Linked DNA regions of Ovis aries: region 2 is linked to region 1. Evidence: chromatin contacts called from public Hi-C data. All regions are on one chromosome and are shown on one strand. Each heading gives the region's core, a stretch centred on a gene start, on an enhancer-like site or on the middle of the called end of the contact. The rest is flanking DNA. Distances are from core to core; before and after follow the strand shown. Region 1 has its middle 15 kb from the start of TLR8. Region 2 has its middle 370 kb from the start of RAB9A.

What was found. A called contact is a pair of places that touch in the nucleus more often than the background predicts.
Region 2: a Hi-C map of hypothalamus shows a contact between it and region 1, with 7 times the contacts expected there. The contact joins two enhancer-like sites. A contact is called at or near these places in 11 of 16 Hi-C or Micro-C datasets (blood, hypothalamus, liver and 4 more).

The regions. Positions count from the first base shown.
Region 1 is chrX:10,999,240-11,003,133 of ARS-UI_Ramb_v3.0, reverse strand. No RefSeq gene overlaps it. Among named protein-coding and RNA genes, the nearest start is that of TLR8, 15 kb to the right of the region's middle. Within about 2 kb of position 2,408, at least 17 of the 54 cell types and tissues checked have an H3K27ac peak or open chromatin away from gene starts, as enhancers often do. A contact at or near this core is called in hypothalamus and liver, where this site is marked.
Region 2 is chrX:11,472,997-11,477,289 of ARS-UI_Ramb_v3.0, reverse strand. No RefSeq gene overlaps it. Among named protein-coding and RNA genes, the nearest start is that of RAB9A, 370 kb to the left of the region's middle. Within about 2 kb of position 2,864, at least 34 of the 54 cell types and tissues checked have an H3K27ac peak or open chromatin away from gene starts, as enhancers often do. A contact at or near this core is called in hypothalamus and liver, where this site is marked.

The sequences.
Region 1 (3,894 bases), core at 1,159-3,658:
CAGCCCTGAGGGAATAAGGCTTGCTGAATGCTTCCAGGGCAGAGTCGAACCCTGCAAGTAGGAAGATGATGAATCCAGATAGTTCCTCTTCCAAGGCAGGTAGAGATCGGGTCGTCTTCCCCTCTCCCCTGTGACCTGGCTCAACGCAGATTTCTGATCTTTCAGTGGTCTCTGTTCATCAGGAGCCTGTATCAGTAAACAAAAGAAGTTTCGAGCATCAAGCCCTAAGCCCCTGCACCCGCCCCAAGCTGTGCAACTGAGGGGATTCAGGCTGGAGACAAGCAGGATACTGGCCCTGAGGTGCACATCAAAGGAATGATTTCAGTGAGCCCAGACTCTTGTATCTTCTCATACTTAGGAAAGCACCAAATTCATTAACTGGAGATGTCTGGTTTTCTTTATCAGTAATCTTTTGACGTGCTGACTACTTGGCATTTTTGCATAAACTACTATATTTCCTGGCTCCTCCCTTACCTCTTGAGAGCACTTCTGCAGAGTGATTTGAGAGGCTGTGATCTGGGCCTAAGTCCTCAGTTTGTCCACTGAATTCTCAACTTTTAGGTTGTGCTTTCTCTCTCTCTCTCTCTCTCTCTCTCTCTCTCTCTCTTTATTTTTCAGTCAACAACCCCATGTGGGAGGACCAGCCCATGAGTCCTTCTTTCCAGGACAAGCAAAAGGCTTAATCCACCCTCGTGACCATAGTGTCAGCTGATGGTACCTTCATTCCCACTGACAACAGAGAAGTAATAATAAAGATGATATAACTTATATAGATGCTTCTGATCTTCAGTGTCATTCAGGATCATTGTAGAAAATCTGGAGAATATGATAACTGACATTTATGGGCTGCTTATCAAGCATGCCAGGGACCAATTCAAGCAATGCTCATTTCATTTTTAGAACAAGGTAATGTGGTAGGCATGACGTAAGAACTAGCATTGTTAACCACCCCCCGCCACACACACACACACACACACACACACACCCACCCACCCACCCACCCACCCACCCACCCTTCATAGAAAGGAACCACCTAACTTGTCCAAATCCCATGGCTAAGAAGTGGGAGCTGGGATCTCAATCCAGGCATTTGGGCGTGAGGTGGGCCACTACCCAGGCCCCTTCCAAGTGTAAGAGAAAACTCTGGGAGAGATTCGGAAGAACACTCCTTTTTTCATTCATTTTCTGATTTTGTTTTAACTGCATAGTTTCTTTCCTCTGAAATTGACAATTATTGTCATATGATATAATTACATACAAGGAACACAATCAAAGAACTGATAATACCTCTGGAAACTGGAATATTCAGAGGGAAAAATCCAAATTGAGAAATAAGTGAATGTATAGCCAGTGACAGCTGTTCTTTTCAGGAAGTGAAATCAATTTTTGTCTTCTCAAAGAATTTCTTCTTCCTGAAGAAATGTATCCTGTTTACTACGGGCTCAAAGGCTAAGTGTGTGTAGGTGATGACACCCCAAGACAGGCCTGAGGTCCCCCAAATGAGAGGCCAGGTCATCAGGCCTCAGCAGCTTTTCCTTTTCCCCCTATATGCAGATGGTAACCCAAACTCATCATTTTGACTTGCCTGAGCTTGGGAAGATCCCCTGGAGGAGTGCACGGCAAACCATTCCAGTATTCTTCCTGGGAAATCCCATGGACAGAGAAGCCGGGCAGGCTATAATCTATAGGGTCACAAAGAGTCGGACATGACTGAAACGACTTTGTGCGTACACATACACACACACACACAGAAGTTGTACATTTCTCCCCATTTCCCTGCCTCTGCCCCCAGAGCCCCTCATCATTGTGCTCCTAGGGTGTCATCAGAACAGCTTCCTCCAGTCCATGCTCATGCCCAGGGCTGCCCTGTTCCACACAGCCCCTCAGGAGAGTTCTCTGACCTGTGTCTACATCACCTCCTGCGTCTAAACCTTCCAGTATGTTTCGAACGTATGCTATTTACCAGCATGCTTCTGCTTCCTGCAAGTCCCCAGACCTGCAGTCACAAGGGTACCTCATCCCTCATGCATATTCCTCTCCATTGCCTCCACTTCCAGATCACTGCATACACCATTCCCGCTGCTAAGAATGCACGAGTCTGGGGGGTGGGGTGGGTTGCAGGGGGAGGAAGGCTCAAGAGGGAGGGGACATAGATAGGATTCTGACGGATTCCCCTTGATGTGCAGCAGAGAGCACCACAGCATTGGAAAGCAATTAGCCTGAGGGAAAAAAAAGCATGCTCACTTCCAACCTGTAATTGTCCTGACTCTGACAAGCCATGTAACTATAAAATAAAAATAATGGTGAAGGGCATAGAACAGGGTGGGCAACACTAGGAGTGAGCAATAAATGAGACACATCTTTTCACTCTGTCTCACACAAGAGGAAACAGAGCCTCAGTGAGTTCATCAGCAGCCCATGGATGTCACGTGACAGAAAGTGACGCAATTCACTTTCACTTCTCTGTGAATGTGAACTTTCCTACGTAGCCCTGACTTTTCTCAGCACGTGATCACATCTGCTCTCAGTGCATTAACTGTGTGACAGTAGCCAAGACCTGTTCATACCTTTTTTACTCCTTTTTATAAAGCCTTGAAAGTAATCCAAGCACACAGCTGGCATTTCTCACATTTGATAAATGAGGGCAGAGTAAATAAGTGACTAGCCTAAAGGCTCAAATCCAATTATCAGCTTTGCTGAGACAAAGATGGCGACATCAGAGTCTGGGGCTCCTATAACTCATTCATAACGCTGTCTGGAACCAGAACCTTTCTTCCTCCCTGCAGATTGCCCAACAGGACACACACTGGTCTGGGGGAAAGGCTACTTCTGGGGCTGATGGGTAGGTAGTCTCGATCTTTCCTGCAGCTCCCAGACTGCACTGAGGGAAGTGAGGGTTGGGAGGGAGGTAGCTCTAGACGCTACCAAGAGATGCTTTTAACTGTCGTGCAGCTGTGACAGCCCAGCCCTATGATTCTTGGTGATGATGAGGTACAGTAATATTGCTAATATCAGAGTCTAGCATTCATTCACACATTAATTTCACTCTGAATCGAGTTACTATGCTCTGGTCTTGGGAAAGTACCACGCTGGCAGAAAGTGATGCAAAAGTGAGGAGCAAACTCTCTTGCTGTCAGGGATTAGGGAGAAGACGGACAGGGAGGCCAAGAATTATAACCATACTGGAGAGGGAAATGGCAACCCACTCCAGTGTTCTTGCCTGGAGAATCCCAGGGACGGGGGAGCCTGGTGGGCTGCCGTCTATGGGGTCGCACAGAGTCGGACACGACTGAAGTGACTTAGCAGTAGCAGTATACCAGAGGGCCCCAAGCTCCGGGTCACAGACCAGTACCACCTGTCAGATGAGCTGCAGCACTGGATTAGAAGCAAACCTAGTGCGCCTGAATCATCCGGAAACCATCCGGAAACCATCCCGAGATCATCCCGCCCTCTCTCCGGTCGGAAAACTGTCTTCCACGAAACCAGTCCCTGGTGCCAAAAAGGTTGCGGACCTACATAAACGCTAAAAGCCAGGTATTACGAGAAACTCAGCGGGTAAAAGCAAAGGTATAGAAAGGGTGAGAGGGGAAAAAAAAAAAAGCCTCTCCCAGACGGTGGAAGCCAGTCCACTGTATTCCCTTCCGACGGCTGCTGTAGCAAATGACACGATTTCGGCGGCTTAAACACCACAAATATATTCTTACAGCTCTGGACATCAGAAGTGCCTCATAGGTCTCACGGGGCCACAGTCAAGGTGCTGGAGGGGTGTGTTTCTGTCTGAAGACGCTAGAGAAGAATCTGCTTTCTTACCTTTTGCAGCTTCTACAAGCCATCTGCACTCTTTGGCTTGCAGCTCCTTCCTCCATCTGCAAAACAGGAAGGTAGGGACTTCCC
Region 2 (4,293 bases), core at 1,615-4,114, 470 kb before region 1:
CACCCTCAGCTGGCGAGCCCTGAAGGAACTCAGGAAGGAAAAGAGCACCTGCTTGTCTAGCAGCCATCAGATTGTAGCCACTCCTCATGGTGAGCCCTGAGGGAACTCAGGCTGTGAAAACACAGCCATATAGGTGAGGTACATATAAAAGGAAGGATTTCAACAAACCCAGACTCTTACATTTTCCCATATAGAGAAAAGCACTACATTCCTTAACAAGAAATATCTTGTTTTCCTTTATTAACAATAATCTTTTGTTCCTAACTATCTGCTATTTGTTGCAAAACTCATATATATCTTGGCTCCACCCCTGTCCCCAACCTTTGAGGAGCAGTTCTCTCAAGGTTACATGAGATGCTGCCTCCTGGGCTTAAAGTCCTAAAATTTCCACTGAATAAAACATAAACTGTAAACATTTATGTTGTGAATATATTTTTAGTCAACAATCTTAATACCCCATCCACCCTGGCCTCATAGTTGAACTCAACTAAGGAAAGGGCCATTAGAAAATTTCCATGGGACTTTCCAAATAGGGCTTAAGAGAAGGCAATCTCTTTCCCTTGGAAGGTGGGACTGGGGAAGTGTGAACCCAAGACTGGCCAGAAACCATGGCTTCTGTCTCATGGAAAAAATCATTCTAAAGAAAAAAGAGAATGAAATCAATATCAACAAAAGATGGAGAAAAGTTTTATGAAATTCAGACCCTTGGTTCCTATCGACACTCTCTGAGATCTAGCCATGCCTCAGATCTTAACACTGATTAACAAGAGCCAATAAATTCTCCTTTTGCCAAGTTGGATTCTATTTCTTGGGTTCAAAAGATACATATGTTTCAATCAGAAATATTTAGAAAAATCTAAGGTAGACACTCCAACTATGACCCTTTGAAAGGTGGATTAATTCAGCTAAGAAAGAGGCTAGCGTAGTAAGGTAACTTATCAAAGAAAGGTGTGACATTTGTGGAAGATGGTGATGAAAGACTGATCTCCACCCACTCCCCACTTTTCTCTCCCTTTGTCCCTCCCATTAGAAGACCATTTGTGGAACTGTATTTCTCCAAGAAGTGAAAGAAACTTGTATAGTGATATACAGTTTCTTGAAGCTGTCAACTAAAAAATTTTCACAACCTAAAGGTGGAGAGTTACGTTTTATTCAATGGGAATTTTTAGGACTTCAAGCTTGGGAGACAGCATCTCAAGTTACCCTGAGAGAACTACTCCAAAGAGATGAAGGAAGGAGTCAGGATATACAGGAATTTTGCCACAAAGGGCAGGTAGTCTGAATGTTAAGAGGTTATTGCTAATTAAAGCGGAGAAGGCAATGGCACCCCACTCCAGTACTCTTGCCTGGAAAATCCCATGGACGGAGGAGCCTGGTAGGCTGCAGTCCATGGGGTTGCTAGGAGTTGGACACGACTGAGCAACTTCCCTTTCACTTTTCACTTTCATGCATTGGAGAAGGATATGGCAACCCACTCCAGTGTTCTTGCCTGGAGAATCCCAGGGACAGAGGAGCCTGGTAGGAGGCCATCTATGGGGTCGCACAGAGTCGGACATGACTGAAGTGACTTAGCAGCAGCAGCAGCAGCAGCAGCAGCAACAACTAATTAAAGAAAACCAGATAGCTCAAGGAATTTCGTGCTTTTCTGTGTATAGGAAGATGCAAGAGTCTGGGCTCACCGAAATCCTTCCTTTGATATGCATCTCAGCTATCTGGCCAGCATCTTGTGTTTTCATACCCTGAGTTCCCTCAGGGCTCACCATAGGGAGTGGCTGCAGTCTGAAGGATGCTGAATGGCAGGTATTCTTTTTTTCCTGAGCTCTCTCAGGGCTCCGCAGCTCACCAGGGAGGTGACAGCTACAAACACTGAGGACTGTGACATCATTTGTTTATTCATGTGGCAGGAAATATTACATTTCCCAAAGCCTTCTAAAATTTAGGGGGAAAAAACAACTTCGAATGTAAAAACTAGGAAGAGAGCAAATACTGAAGCATTAACATTGATGTTGTTTATGGCCATTCATGTGCAGACATTTCCATCTGTAAAACATTAATTATAACCATGATTAAGCTCCCCTTGTAAACTGCATATAAATTAATTCAAAGGTGAATATCTGGGTCAATTGTTTTATATATCAGTTACTATTCCTAGGAAATACATTGAGTTACATAACTAATTTTTCATCTAAGTTGGACAATTTTATTATTTTAAATTCTTGTCTTCATGCAATATTTGTGAGGCAAGCCATTGGCTTCCCTGGGGGCTCAGATGGTAAAGAATCCACCTGTAGTGCAGGAGACACAGGAGACCTGGCTTCAACTCCTGGGTTGGGAAGATTCCCTGGAGAAGGAAATGGCAACCTACTCCAGTATTGCCTGGAGAATCCCATGGACAGAGTCTGGTAGGCCACAGTCCATGTGGTCACAAAAGAGTTAGATGTGACCAAGTGAGTAACTTTTCAACCTATTGAGTTTCATCTCCCTATGTGAAAACTGTGGGTATTTTTTGCCCCCTTCCTAGAGAAACAAACAGAGGAATCTAACAACAAGTCTAAATTGATTTACTGGGAAAGGATGGGAAAATAGAGATGCTGGCCAGTGTGTTGCCACCCAAGAAGAGCCCTGCTCCAAGAAGTGGCTTTACTTCCGGGCAATCTGTCCTTCATCTACACAGCCCACAGGCCTCCTCCCAAGGCATGATCTCCTCTCAGCACCTGGCGACATGGAATTTTCATGGCTGCCTGTGCTATCCCTCAAGTCTGTCTCGCCCAACACAGGACACAGTCTGGTTAAAACAGCTGAAACCCCAAGATGGCTTCCTTTTTTACTACGCAGACTGTTTCTTCAATCTGTTTCACAGGGAGTTTGAAAAAAAAAAAATCACAGGTGACAGCAGAGGGCACTCTTTCCTACATTATGCCACTCACCACCTCTGGGAAGGAATTGTGAACTTGTGTTTGTTTTCTCGGTTCCTGAGGTTGACAATGGGCACACATTCCAGCCTGAGCTAACACACCCATTACTGTTTTGTTGTCTCCTTCCCTTTCTCTACTGCCCCTTTTGTTCTCAGCTGGATGATCTCATATTTGGAAAAACACAGATCAGAAAGTCATGGTGGCTGGCAGCAGCCTTGGTGGAGGAATACCTGAACAGAGGAAGATATGTTTTCTGTAGAGCTTCCTGTGCTCAGAAGGAGCTAGAAGTCCTACTTCTCTACAGAGGCCAAACTGTGTGGTTGAGATCTGTGTTGGGTGTGCCCCCCATCACCCTAAGGGAACACAGACAGGAAGCTGTAAAATCCGGAGCATTCCTGCCCTTAGCCTCCACTCCCCATCTGTTCCTGCTGTCTCTATGCCACAATAAATGTCACACAGCACATGTCGGGGTCAGCATAAGGGACACTTGAGAAGCAACTTGAGAATCGTGGGTGCATGTAACTCACAAACTCTCCCCCAATAGAAAAGCTGTCCCTGCAGCAGCTGGGAAATGCAGAGAGCACTATGGCTAGAAGGAAAATGGGAGAAATCACTATGGAAAATGGAAGATTTGACATATTTTCCTAGCAGACCTTCACAAGGCAAAGACATGGGTAGGAAAATATTTGTTCTTTGGGTCAGGCAGCTTTCTATATTTATTCTAGATAAAATGCTCACTTCCTTTATTGGATTCTTTTTATTTTTGTGTTATTGTCATTTGATCTGGACTTCTCAGTCTGCCCTCTTCCCCCTACAAAGAGGGCTATAGGATTCCCAAATAAGGCAACAGGTTCCTGCCTGTCACTGCATGTGATCATGGCTGGGCTATGTGTCAGGGAACCAGGGAAACAGAAAAACCACAACCTTTTTTGGAAGGCCTCCTGCCTTTCTGCATGCAGAAATGTGAGGACTGCTTCGGTGACTCATCCCCTCAAGGTTGAGAGGAGGGTGAATTTTACCTTACATGTCTTTCAACTTACAGGTTTAGCGGCGAAAATTGCCAATCAGAGCAGGGTGTGTATTTACCACCATTCATTTAGCATGCTTCCTGTAATCTGGGGAGACAACACATGAGAAATGTCTCCTGTCAGCATTCTCTCCTATTGGACTGCCTGGTACTCTCTTTCTTATCATGACATCATCTGCTAACCAAAGATGAATGTGCCTGGGCAGTGGAAACGTCCTGAGAGTCATCATCTATGTGATCTCCTACTACAACATGTTTTCCTAAAAATGCTAGTAGCTCTTTCTAAAAACACTAGGCCTTCCTAAAACTCTTGCCCTAAACTTGTTCAGATGCTGATGGCAGTGGAAGTGG